Regions from separate parts of the Arachis hypogaea genome. Here region 2 is linked to region 1. Evidence: chromatin contacts called from public Hi-C data. All regions are on one chromosome and are shown on one strand. The core of a region is the stretch at or near the end of the contact, and the rest is flanking DNA. Distances in the headings are between cores, read along the strand shown.

Region 1 (5,384 bases), core at 1,740-4,239:
AAAGAGTGCAAGTTATAGAAGAACAAATACAAGTCTTATTAAAAGTCAGGTTCATAAAGGAGGTAAAATATCCTTTGTAGCTAGCTAATGTAGTCCTGGTGAAAAAATAGAATGGAAAATGGAGAATGTGTGTTGATTATACCGACCTCAATAAAACTTTTTCCAATGATCCATACCCTTTTCCCACCATTGATGCCTTGATAGACTCAACTTCAGGATATAGGTACATGTCGTTTATGGATGCATACTCAGGTTACAACCAAATCTCGATGTACAAGCCGGACCAAGGAAAGACCTCTTTCATCACTTCAAAAGCTAACTATTGTTATGTAGTCATTCCTTTTGGATTGAAGAATGCCGGAGCCACATATCAACAACTAATGAACAAGGTGTTCTCACCTCACCTTGGAAAATTAATAGAAGTGTATGTGGATGGCATGCTTGTCAAGACCAAAGAAGACGCCAACCTCTTGTCCGACTTAATTGAATTATTTAACAAAATTAAGAAGCACGAGATGAGACTAACTCCCTCAAAGTGTACCTTCACAGTAGAAGTCAAAAAATTTTTAGGCTTTATGCTCACCCAAAGGGGTATTAAAGCCAACCCAGACAAATGCAAGGTAATATTGGAGATGAAAAGTCCGACCTGTCTCAAAGAAGTCCAATAATTAAATAGAAGGTTGACAGCCTTATATAGATTCTTGGCAGGATCAACTCTGAAATCTCCCCCTATTCTCAATACTTAAGAAAAGAGAGCTGATTTGAATGGACTCATGAATGTAAGCAAGCCTTTCGAGACTTCAAAAATTTCCTGAGTCAATTACCAATCCTCACCCGACCTGTTATAGGGGAAAAGCTCGTGTTGTACTTAGCAGTTACAAACAAGGCCATAGCCTCAGCCTTAGTCCGAGAAGATAAAAACGGGAAGCAACCAATATATTTCGTTAGCAAGGCCCTACAGGGGGCATAGCTAAACTATCAAAAGATAGAGAAGTTCGCATATGCCTTTGTTATCACTTCTATGAGGCTCTGACCTTATTTTCAAACTCATACTATAAAAGTCCGACTAATTAGCCTATGAAGCACATCTTACAGAAAATGGATACTACAGGCCGGATGTTACAATGGGCAATAGATGAAAGTTGGATAGCAATTAAATCTCAATATTTAGCCAACTTTGTGGCCGAGTACATTGAAGCTCATGGAAGACCTGCAGCCTGGAACTTATATGTAGACGAATCATCCAACAAAGCTGGAAGTAGAGCAGAAGTTATTCTGGAGAACGAAAAAGGAACTCGGATAGAATTTTCATTGAAATTCGAATTTCCAGCCTTCAACAATCAAGTCGAGTACGAAGCCTTACTTGCTGGCTTGAGTCTTGCCAAAGAAGTCGGGGTAGTAAATTTGATTGTGTTTAGTGATTCTCAAGTAATAATCTCTCAAGTTAATGGACTTATTAGGCTAAAGATCCCAACATGAAGAAATACTTAGAAGAAACACGGGAATAATTAGCTCAATTTTCGAAAGCAAAAATTTGACATATAGCTCGGGAATCAAATATCCGAACCGATGCCCTTTACAAGTTGGTCAGCCCCAAACCAAGGGGCAACAATAGAAGCTTGGTCCAGAAAACTCTCCACACACTATCAGTAAAAGAAGTCAACAAGTTAGGCACAATGGCCATATCCAATCTAAATTTAGGTTGAATGACTCCCATCATTGAATATCTCAAGTTTGATATCATCTCTAAATAAAAAAGGAAAACAAGAAGACTCATAAGAAAAATACAAAACTACACCTTAGTTCACAATATTCTCTATAGAAGAGGAATATCCATATCTCTACTAAAATGTGTTCCAATCTCTAAGACTAGTGAACTTCTAGAAAAACTCGGACGGCGACATCTTAACACCAATACAAGTCGGATGCTACTTCAGACGGAGTCTGAACCTCATATCTAGGCCGAAATATAACCCAGTTTCAAGTAACACTCAAAACAGGTAATAATACGTCGGATTCAAAAAAATGAATGTATGAAATCGTGCAAGAGGGCTGGCTATGAAGACCCTTTTGCTTATTGGCCATGCTCTTCTCTTGTTAAACGCCTCGGCGAACCCACCTCTTGATAGGACATGCTCGTTTAATTGCTAATACATTTACTGACAATTTTTTTTTTTTAAACGGGATTTCTTTGTTTTGTTTCTTTGTTATTCTTATTGTGTGAAGTACTGTTGTTTTGGTGTGTAGTATTCCATGGAACAAGTGGCAAAAGGCTCCGATAACTATTTTAACATGGTGGATACTATAATGAAGACTTTATAATTGTCTTTATGTGAAAATATTCTCTTTTGACTTTTGGATGATAGATTGAATGGTTAGATTTTAATATTTATAAAAGTGTTGTCTTTGTTTAAAGTGTGGCTAAATAAATAAATCACACTTTTTAACAAAACATCTTCATAAAAAGATGTTTTTGCCATCTTCATTTGAGTAGTTGCCTTTTAACATTAGGTCTGTTCATATTACAATTTGTGTAACACTTAGAATGCACTTATATTATGATGTTTTTGTTGGTTACTATTACTCTATGTTTCTTCTACAACACAACAACAAGCTCAATTTGAAAATTTGGCTTTCTGGTTAGGATTTTCAAAGGGTTAAATTGACCCTATCATAAATTTTATATGTTAGACAACTGTCATACCACCTATTAGTCAAGGTGTCACTTTTAAAATTTCAGTTAAGCACTCTATTAACGAAGATGAATGGAGGGACTAACGTGAGTTGACTTCTAAAATTTAAAAATAATTTGAATCAATTAAAATATGCAGGATCAATTTAAAAACTGACCTCAAATTTTAAGGTGATTTTAAATATTAACTCAAATTAAGCTTAGAAGCACCAACAAGCTCCCTCCTATCGAGTACAGGAGTGTTGGATTGCGATTTGCGATGAGACGAGCTTTTTTTTTTTTGGATTTTTTGTCTTGAACTTTTGTTTTTGGTTTTGTTTAAACTCTATTTATAGTATGGGCTTACACTGTGCTCATTGACCCATCATGATGGCCTCTGCTGAAAGAAGAGCCTTTCTCTTTTTATATCCGTACTTACGATTTTTGCGGCCCTTTTTGTTTTCACATCATTGTTCTAATTAAATTCTAACTAATACGATGATTTCTTTTCCGTTATCATATAAACCTATACCATATCATGTATTCTACAAATGATAACATAATATACAATAAGAAAATTATATGGTACAGATCTAAATCTGTACAAATTTAAAGATATGATTATGTGGCAAAATCTAAACCACACATCCTAAAGCTACACTTTTTATTTAAAACCGTAATTCTTTACAAAGAAAAGCGTCACCTAATGAAAAAAAAGTAAATTAGAAGATTTAAGAGAAGAAATAATTTAGTTATCAAAATTAATTGATCAAAAATTAATGATTTTAACTAATGTTAATTGTAACGACACCGAATTCTTAAAATCAATACAAAATGACTTTTCTCAAAATCTTTATTTTACTATAAATTTTATTGAAGGACTTCAAAAACCTGAAAAAATTTATTTTTCACACGGAATTTCTAAAAAATGTTACCATGGAAATGATTCTCCACATCTTTATCATACTTTTAACCCACAATTAAATTCTATAGTAGATATGCTTGAAGAAATATTAGTATCCATAAAATTTCAAAGAAATAAGGAAAAAGGGAATCCCAAAGAAGAAAAATGTCAAAATATAATCAACATAACAGATTTAAAAGTAAAACCACCATTGAAATTATGAATATTGAAGAAAAATTAGAAGTAGTTACAATGCTTTTTAAACAATTAAAAATGGCTCAAGAAAATAATATTATGGAACATGGATTTCAAATAGAAGAAGAATTAGTAAATTCTGAAAATATAGAAAATGAAGAACACATCCTAGATTATTCAAGTGACGAAGAACTAGCAATTCCAATACAAGTAAAAAATGAAGCTGGAACATCTAAGGATAATCAATCTCAATTTAAATGGGAAACAGGTTTTGATAATTATGCTTTTAAAAAAGGATTTATAAATAAAGATTCAAAATATACAAAAATACCATCAAAACACGTTCCTAAAATCCAGGAAATGGAAGGAGAAAGAATGCTTGACTTAGACTGTAAAAAGAATGAAAAAGAAATTTTCAAAAATTGGTTGAATTCCTTTTTATTAGAAGCCTTTACTAATCCAAAACTTAGTGAATTGTCTGGAAGAGATATTTGGAATTACATAGGGTTTCATACTAAAGGAACTATAAGAGATTATATGACATCAATAGAAAACCAAATAATAGAAGAATTAGCAACAAAAACAACAGCTTATGATAAGATATTATATATAATGATGATTCTATATAAAGAATATCAAGAAGCAAAAAACCATTTAGCTAATATTCAGATATATGATCTATATAATGTGGAATCTTATATATGTGAATATAGAATACATTATTATAAATTAAAAGAAGATAAAAATCATTATCTTAGTATGTATATAACAAAACTTCCATATCCTGCTAATGAATTTATAATGGAAAGATTTATAAGAGAAATAAATAGAGGGACAATTGAAAATATTTTGGTGGAGCAACCTCTGCAATAAGAGAGGAAATAAAAGAACGTTGTATGCAAGAAGCAACTCAAAAAAGATTTGTAAATATAATTAGAATTTGCTGTCAGGATAATGAAGAGATACCCTAAAAATATGGGCTTAATAAAAATTTTCAAAGAAAAAGAAAATACCAATTTAGAAAAAGAAAATACTATCCAAACTGGAGAAAAAAGAGGTATTTTAGAAAAAGAAATAACAATAAAAACAAAAGACAAAAGAGTAACTATTGCCCGAATAAAAAAGAAAATTGTAAGTGTTGGTATTGCCAAGAAGAAGGACACTATGCAAATGAATGTCCAAAAAAGAAGGATAAAAAGGATCTTACTAAACAAATAGAAATTGCTAAGTCCTGTTTCATGGAACCTTTAGAGGAATCTGATGATAACTTAGACTATATTTTTGAATATGTCTCAGAAACAGACTCAGAGACTGAGTAATAATGCCACATTTATTACTATAAAAATAACAGAAAAGTTTATAAATGCTTTTATAGATTCTGGAGCAACACAATGCTTTGCTAGTTCAAATATAAAACTTGATTGGAAAAAAATTAAAGAAACCATTAAGAGTTAGAATAGCTGACAAATCAATATATAAAATTGACCAAAAAGCAGAAATGGCTGAAATTTTTATTCAAAATTATAGGTTCATTGTTCCATCTATATATATGTTAGATTCTGGAATGGATTTTATCATAGGAAATAACTTTTTAAAGCTATATCATCCATTCAT
Region 2 (5,384 bases), core at 1,431-3,930, 45 kb before region 1:
TCCCAATCATCCCAGCCGCCATGAGCAACAATGTCATCGAAGTAAGTGTAAGAGTAGACAATTCTGGAGTACTGGCCCATGGCTCTGCCCACATAGAGCGGGCCTGTGCCCGTCACCCTGCATCTCACGAATGCAAAGCCCGTCTTCTCCTCTGCCTCTTTCCTATCATGGGCTGCTATGGAACCAAATCTCGTTGCTATTGAGTGTAGCTGGCAATCCTGAGTAACCACTCAAAAGTCATAAGTCATAATCAAATAAATCAATAATAATATATTCTCAACCTACCAATCAATTTTCAACTATATATATGAACTTTATCCAAAGCAATCTTGAGTAGGACATACCAGGATGCATACATACGTACATACATACATATTGCATTATTAGTCTCCACGTAAATATCAGCATTTTCAGTTATGATTCTCTTTTACATATAAACACACGCCACTAAGGACATGGATGTAGGGTCTGATTAAAATTCTTTTACTTGAAAGAAACAAAAAGAAAAAGAGGTATAGGTATATGCATATATAATGTAATTTTATGAATGCTTTATAACTTAAATAATTATGTCCTATTAAGAAGCCGTTAATTAGTGCTTTTGAATGCTGTGTGTATGTCTCATTATATAATGTAATTTTATGTTCCACTATGCATGTCAGCATGTGCATATAATATAGCGTGTGCTTCTTTTGATTCTCTCTTAAGCTGACACAAATTAAAGGTGCAGTGTGACAAAAAGAAAAAAGCTCGTTTCCTTTTTCATGTATTCAGTACCACTAATTCCCTACCCTCTCTATCTTTGTCTTTGTCTCTCACCTAATCCAACGTCATGATATAAAATTTGTCAATTATAACACATTTATATTAAAATCAATCACTAAAATCAGTTATTAATATAAAATACGTTTAATTTTTTACATATTCATATACCATTAGTGTAATACTCAATCATTAAATTTTATGGTGTTTTTTAAAATTGTGAGAACAGTATAATACGCCCCCTTGTATTAACAATACAAGGAGGGCCTATTATCAATACAACGAGGCGTATTATACTGTTCTCACAATTTTAAAAAACACCATAGAATCCAATAATTGAGTATTATATCAAGAATTTTTCAATATACAAAAAATTAACCTATAAAATATATATTAAAAATAAATTAAATTATATATATTTATATACAAATATATTGATTTCTAAAATTAATAACTAATTTTAATGTATAAATAATATTTTTAAAAATTTACTACATATTTTTTAGCATATATTACGGTGCCTTTGGATAGTCCTGTGTTGCCTCCCAAAAGAGAAGTACCCTTTCCACGAAAAATCAATTATACCATTAGAGTTTGATTAAAAACTAAATATTAATTTAGTTACTAATTACCTTGTACATGGATCTGCCATTCCCAAATATGAAATCAATTGAACCCTCGATATAGCAGTCCTTGAAGTAATGCCTGCCAGCGTCGTCGCAAAGAGTGTCTTGTGCTCCGTAGAATCCACAGCCTGAGAAGTATGCTTTGTCACCGGATATTCGAAACGCCGCCGCTTGCCAGCCATGCATCCCCGGCATTGGTGCTGGCGCTGTGTTCTGTCAAAAAGATAGTTATTCACGTGAAAACAAGTATAACTCCCTATTACCCCTAGTTTCTGAAATTTCAAAATTAAAAAAATTTAGTGAAACATGTTAATTTGTCTAACAATTTTAAATAATAAAGACATGATAAGAGTAGCCAATGAGTTGTGTATACCTTGAAGCTGATATTGCGAGCAGAGAAATAGTTGGCGAAAACAGTGACAGAAGCAGTTCTGTAAGTACGCAGTTGCTGTCCGTTGGGACCAGGGTCGCTGGCCCTATCATGCCATTCTATCACCGTCACTTCTTTTCCCGCTCCCTCAAACGTTATGTACGGCTTCGTCACGGGCACAACAACCTTCTCTCTGCACCCAACAACCTCCCGATATCAACCACATTATTCTTTTATTAGTTTATTTTCTTCATACCAAATTAAAAAATAAATGTAGTATGTTTAATGGCATTGTTTTCTACGAGCAATGAAGAACTTAATTGATATGTGTATACATGTAGGATCCCGGGCTGATTTGGATCAGTACGTTCATTCTATTGTTGTCTGGAACGGCATTCACCGCAGCTTGCACCGACCGGAACTGTCCACCGCCGTTGACGTCAACGGTGATTACGCGCTGACCTGTTGGTCCCACCCAAGTGTGGTTCCGACGATGATTGGAGGAGGACTTGGTAGAAGAAGAAGAAGACAATGTTCTAAGGGTGCTACGGTGATGGTAGGGTTCTGCACATGTCACCTTTGTCGCATGAATTGTGAGAGTGGTGAAACACAAAAGCAGCAGTTGCAGCGAGAGACAAGCCATTGTTGTTAATCAGATAATAGCATCTATCGAACGTGAAGAAGACTTGGAATGTTGAATAATGAGTAATAATAATAATGTAGTGTATATATATACTGTGTGATATAAAATTAAACAATAAACTAAAAATGTTGGAAGGATATATACACGGTACAGTAGAGAGTGCAATAATTATAAGTTAATGAAAGCAAGAGAAGAATTAGAAAGAAAGAAGCACTACTTTTGTGTGTGGGTTTATATATTTAGAGTGAGAGGGTAGCTAGCTAGCTATTTGGGTGCATCATGCTTGCTGTGTATATTTTTTAGAATAAATAAAAGATTCCAACGCAACGGTCATTTTTAATGTTGTAGGGGGCAACGTAGATGATAGGCTGAGCCTTTTTATGTGAAAAATGATTGGCCACTATTGCGGTGTATTTATGTGTCTAATACTATCCTTTTGGCTTTGCATTTCACAATTAGATACCATCTAAGTAAATAGTAAATGTCCGAAAAGTGTAACTCCAGATTCAACCACTGCTGATTACTGATTAATTAGTGGTGATGATATACTGATATATAATCCTCCAACACTTGCAAACTTGAATTAAACTTTATGCATTTCCTTATTGTACCCAGCATCAGGTTATTATGTACTAATTATTTTACTTCATTATCGACTTATCGTGTTCGTTTGAATTAACGGCTCCTTTAATATGCATAGCACGTGATGAGTCGTGTAAGTTTGCAACAGTATTTTGCTGCTGTTTCTTTCTTTTTCTAGTCTTTACATAGCTATAACTCAAGTCTGTTTCATTAACCATTGATATGTAATTGACGTTTAAAAGGGTCAACGGTGGGGTTGCAGTTGCGAATTTCCGTGACAGAAAATTTAAGAGAATGCGCTTTTATTAAAATTTGATAGTCACCAAAAAAATGAGCAATTTTTTATTATTAGATAAATTTTACACCATTAAAAATATTATTTATGGTTATAAATCACAAAATTTATTGTTGCTGCACTCTTCTTTGCATAAACTATGATTCAAAAGCCCGCAAGATTAGAAAAAGTATAGGTAGACAATGAAAATACTAAACAATGTGAACAATAAATATTTCAAATGTTCATTATACTAGGTGTACGGATGATTATTTTAATATTAAAATTTAGATAAATAATTTAGAGATATAATATATTTTTTATTTAATTGATAGTTGTTCATATTGTTTAAAATAGTTATTGTTTACCTAACACTTCCTGAAGCATTATTGTAACTTTCAGTTCTATTTAATCGATTTATTATTTCTCTTATAATTTAAAACTTCACAAATATTATTTATAAATCAAAACCGATTACTAAAATCAGATATTAATATATTTATATTTTAATATATATTTTATATTAATAACTAATTTTAGCAATTAATTTTAGATTTTAACATAATCATTATAATTTTTAGAATCCAAAATACACAACAAACAAAAAATGCTAGCTACGCTACTCGTTCAAGAATTTTTTACTATTTTTGTATCAATCTTATTAGATAACTAATAAAAATTTGATTAACAATAAGTTTTTTTGTTTTTTATCAAAGATAGAATACTCGAACCCACAACCTCTTAATTGAGTATGAGGAGACTATACCATTTGAACTATTACTCATTGGCTTGATTAACAATAAGTTAATAAATATTTTTAAATTATATTTTATATTATTTAATTATTATTAATTAATAATTATAATTATTTAAAATTATCTGATTAAGAATTATTTATTTATATATATATATATATATATATATATATATATATATATATATATATAGCGAAGAATGTTAGGGAGTCAGCAATTTTTGTGATTTGTAGCCATCAAATAGCCATCAATAATGATTTTAATGGTGTGAAATTTTATCCAATGACTCACTTTTTTTTACTGGTTACATGCTGATCAGAATTTAACAAAGTTGCTGGCCCTTAGACTTTTTCATATATATATATATATACATTTTGTTATGACATTTGCATCATGCGTTTGTTGATTTTGTTCTTCAAACGGTCATTTGGGAGGGAAAATAAAAGAACCGGGAGGTGGGTGGGGCCCGGGGGGCCATCTGGGCCCATTTAGGATCTTGGGTGGAGGTGATGTGATGACAATGACATTAACATGTTACGGTCCCGGGATGGATTAAATAGTAATTTTCTGTATTATGCTTTCTATTTCTCGCTGAACCTTTTTCATGAATTTGTAGTCGCACACACAGTTGGGCCCACAGTTCCATTTGTTTTCGTGTTTAGGGGGCCCACATTAATATTTTGGGACCCGAACCACGTCTTGCCCTTTTTTTATTTTTAGTGTTTTTTTAACTACAGGTATTTTCATCCAAGGGTGGCAAACTGGCAATGATGCCGCATGAGACAATATTTACCCAAACTTCTAAACAAGCCATTAGTCTTCAACAATGATTATGGCCGAAACATAAAATCTTTAAGTGATGATTGGTGCTGGAGGTGGAGGGAAGGCTGCCATGGCCAACTTTCCAACTTACCAGGTCCCCAATCCAGTGTTTTTAACTCTAAACAAGTTAAAACAAGTATTCATGAACTCTCTTGAAATATAAATTTGTATTATTATTAATGGGAAATTCTGTGGTGCTTATATCAAAGATAAGCATAGTATGTTGATATTGCATGTCAACGTTAGAGGAGGACACGTTTGAAGGATTACCATGTGTTCATAACACGCAGCGAAAGAAAAGAAAGTAATCCTTAAAGATCTATTTTGTGCTTAAATTTTATTCTAATAATTTAATATATATAGATCAGATCTAAATACCTGTGTGTACGCTAGTAAAAATCACTTTCTCCTTCGATGGTACGAAAGCGCTATGCGTATCCACACCGAGACCAACCTTTGCTGTCAACCCCTTGACCAATGGACATCTGATCTAAATTGAGAAACCTCTTGCAACTCTTTGCACACCATAAAATTTTTCTCCAAGAATTAG

The links. Hi-C and Micro-C count contacts between places; a contact is called where the count stands out from the background.
Region 2: a Hi-C map of an unstated tissue shows a contact between it and region 1, with 4 times the contacts expected there. The contact joins the promoter of LOC112749620 here to the enhancer-like site in region 1. A contact is called at or near these places in 4 of 8 Hi-C or Micro-C datasets (leaf and an unstated tissue).

Annotation. Positions count from the first base shown.
Region 1 is chr15:15,286,951-15,292,334 of arahy.Tifrunner.gnm2.J5K5, reverse strand. No RefSeq gene overlaps it. Among protein-coding and RNA genes, the nearest start is that of LOC112747981, 16 kb to the left of the region's middle. Within about 2 kb of position 2,989, at least 3 of the 3 cell types and tissues checked have open chromatin away from gene starts, as enhancers often do.
Region 2 is chr15:15,331,693-15,337,076 of arahy.Tifrunner.gnm2.J5K5, reverse strand. LOC112749620 (probable pectinesterase 68) reads right to left here and starts at 2,680. Exons shown (of 5, transcript XM_025797917.3): 1 at 2,094-2,680; 2 at 1,762-1,951; 3 at 1,395-1,601; 4 at 1-218. The coding sequence starts at 2,401.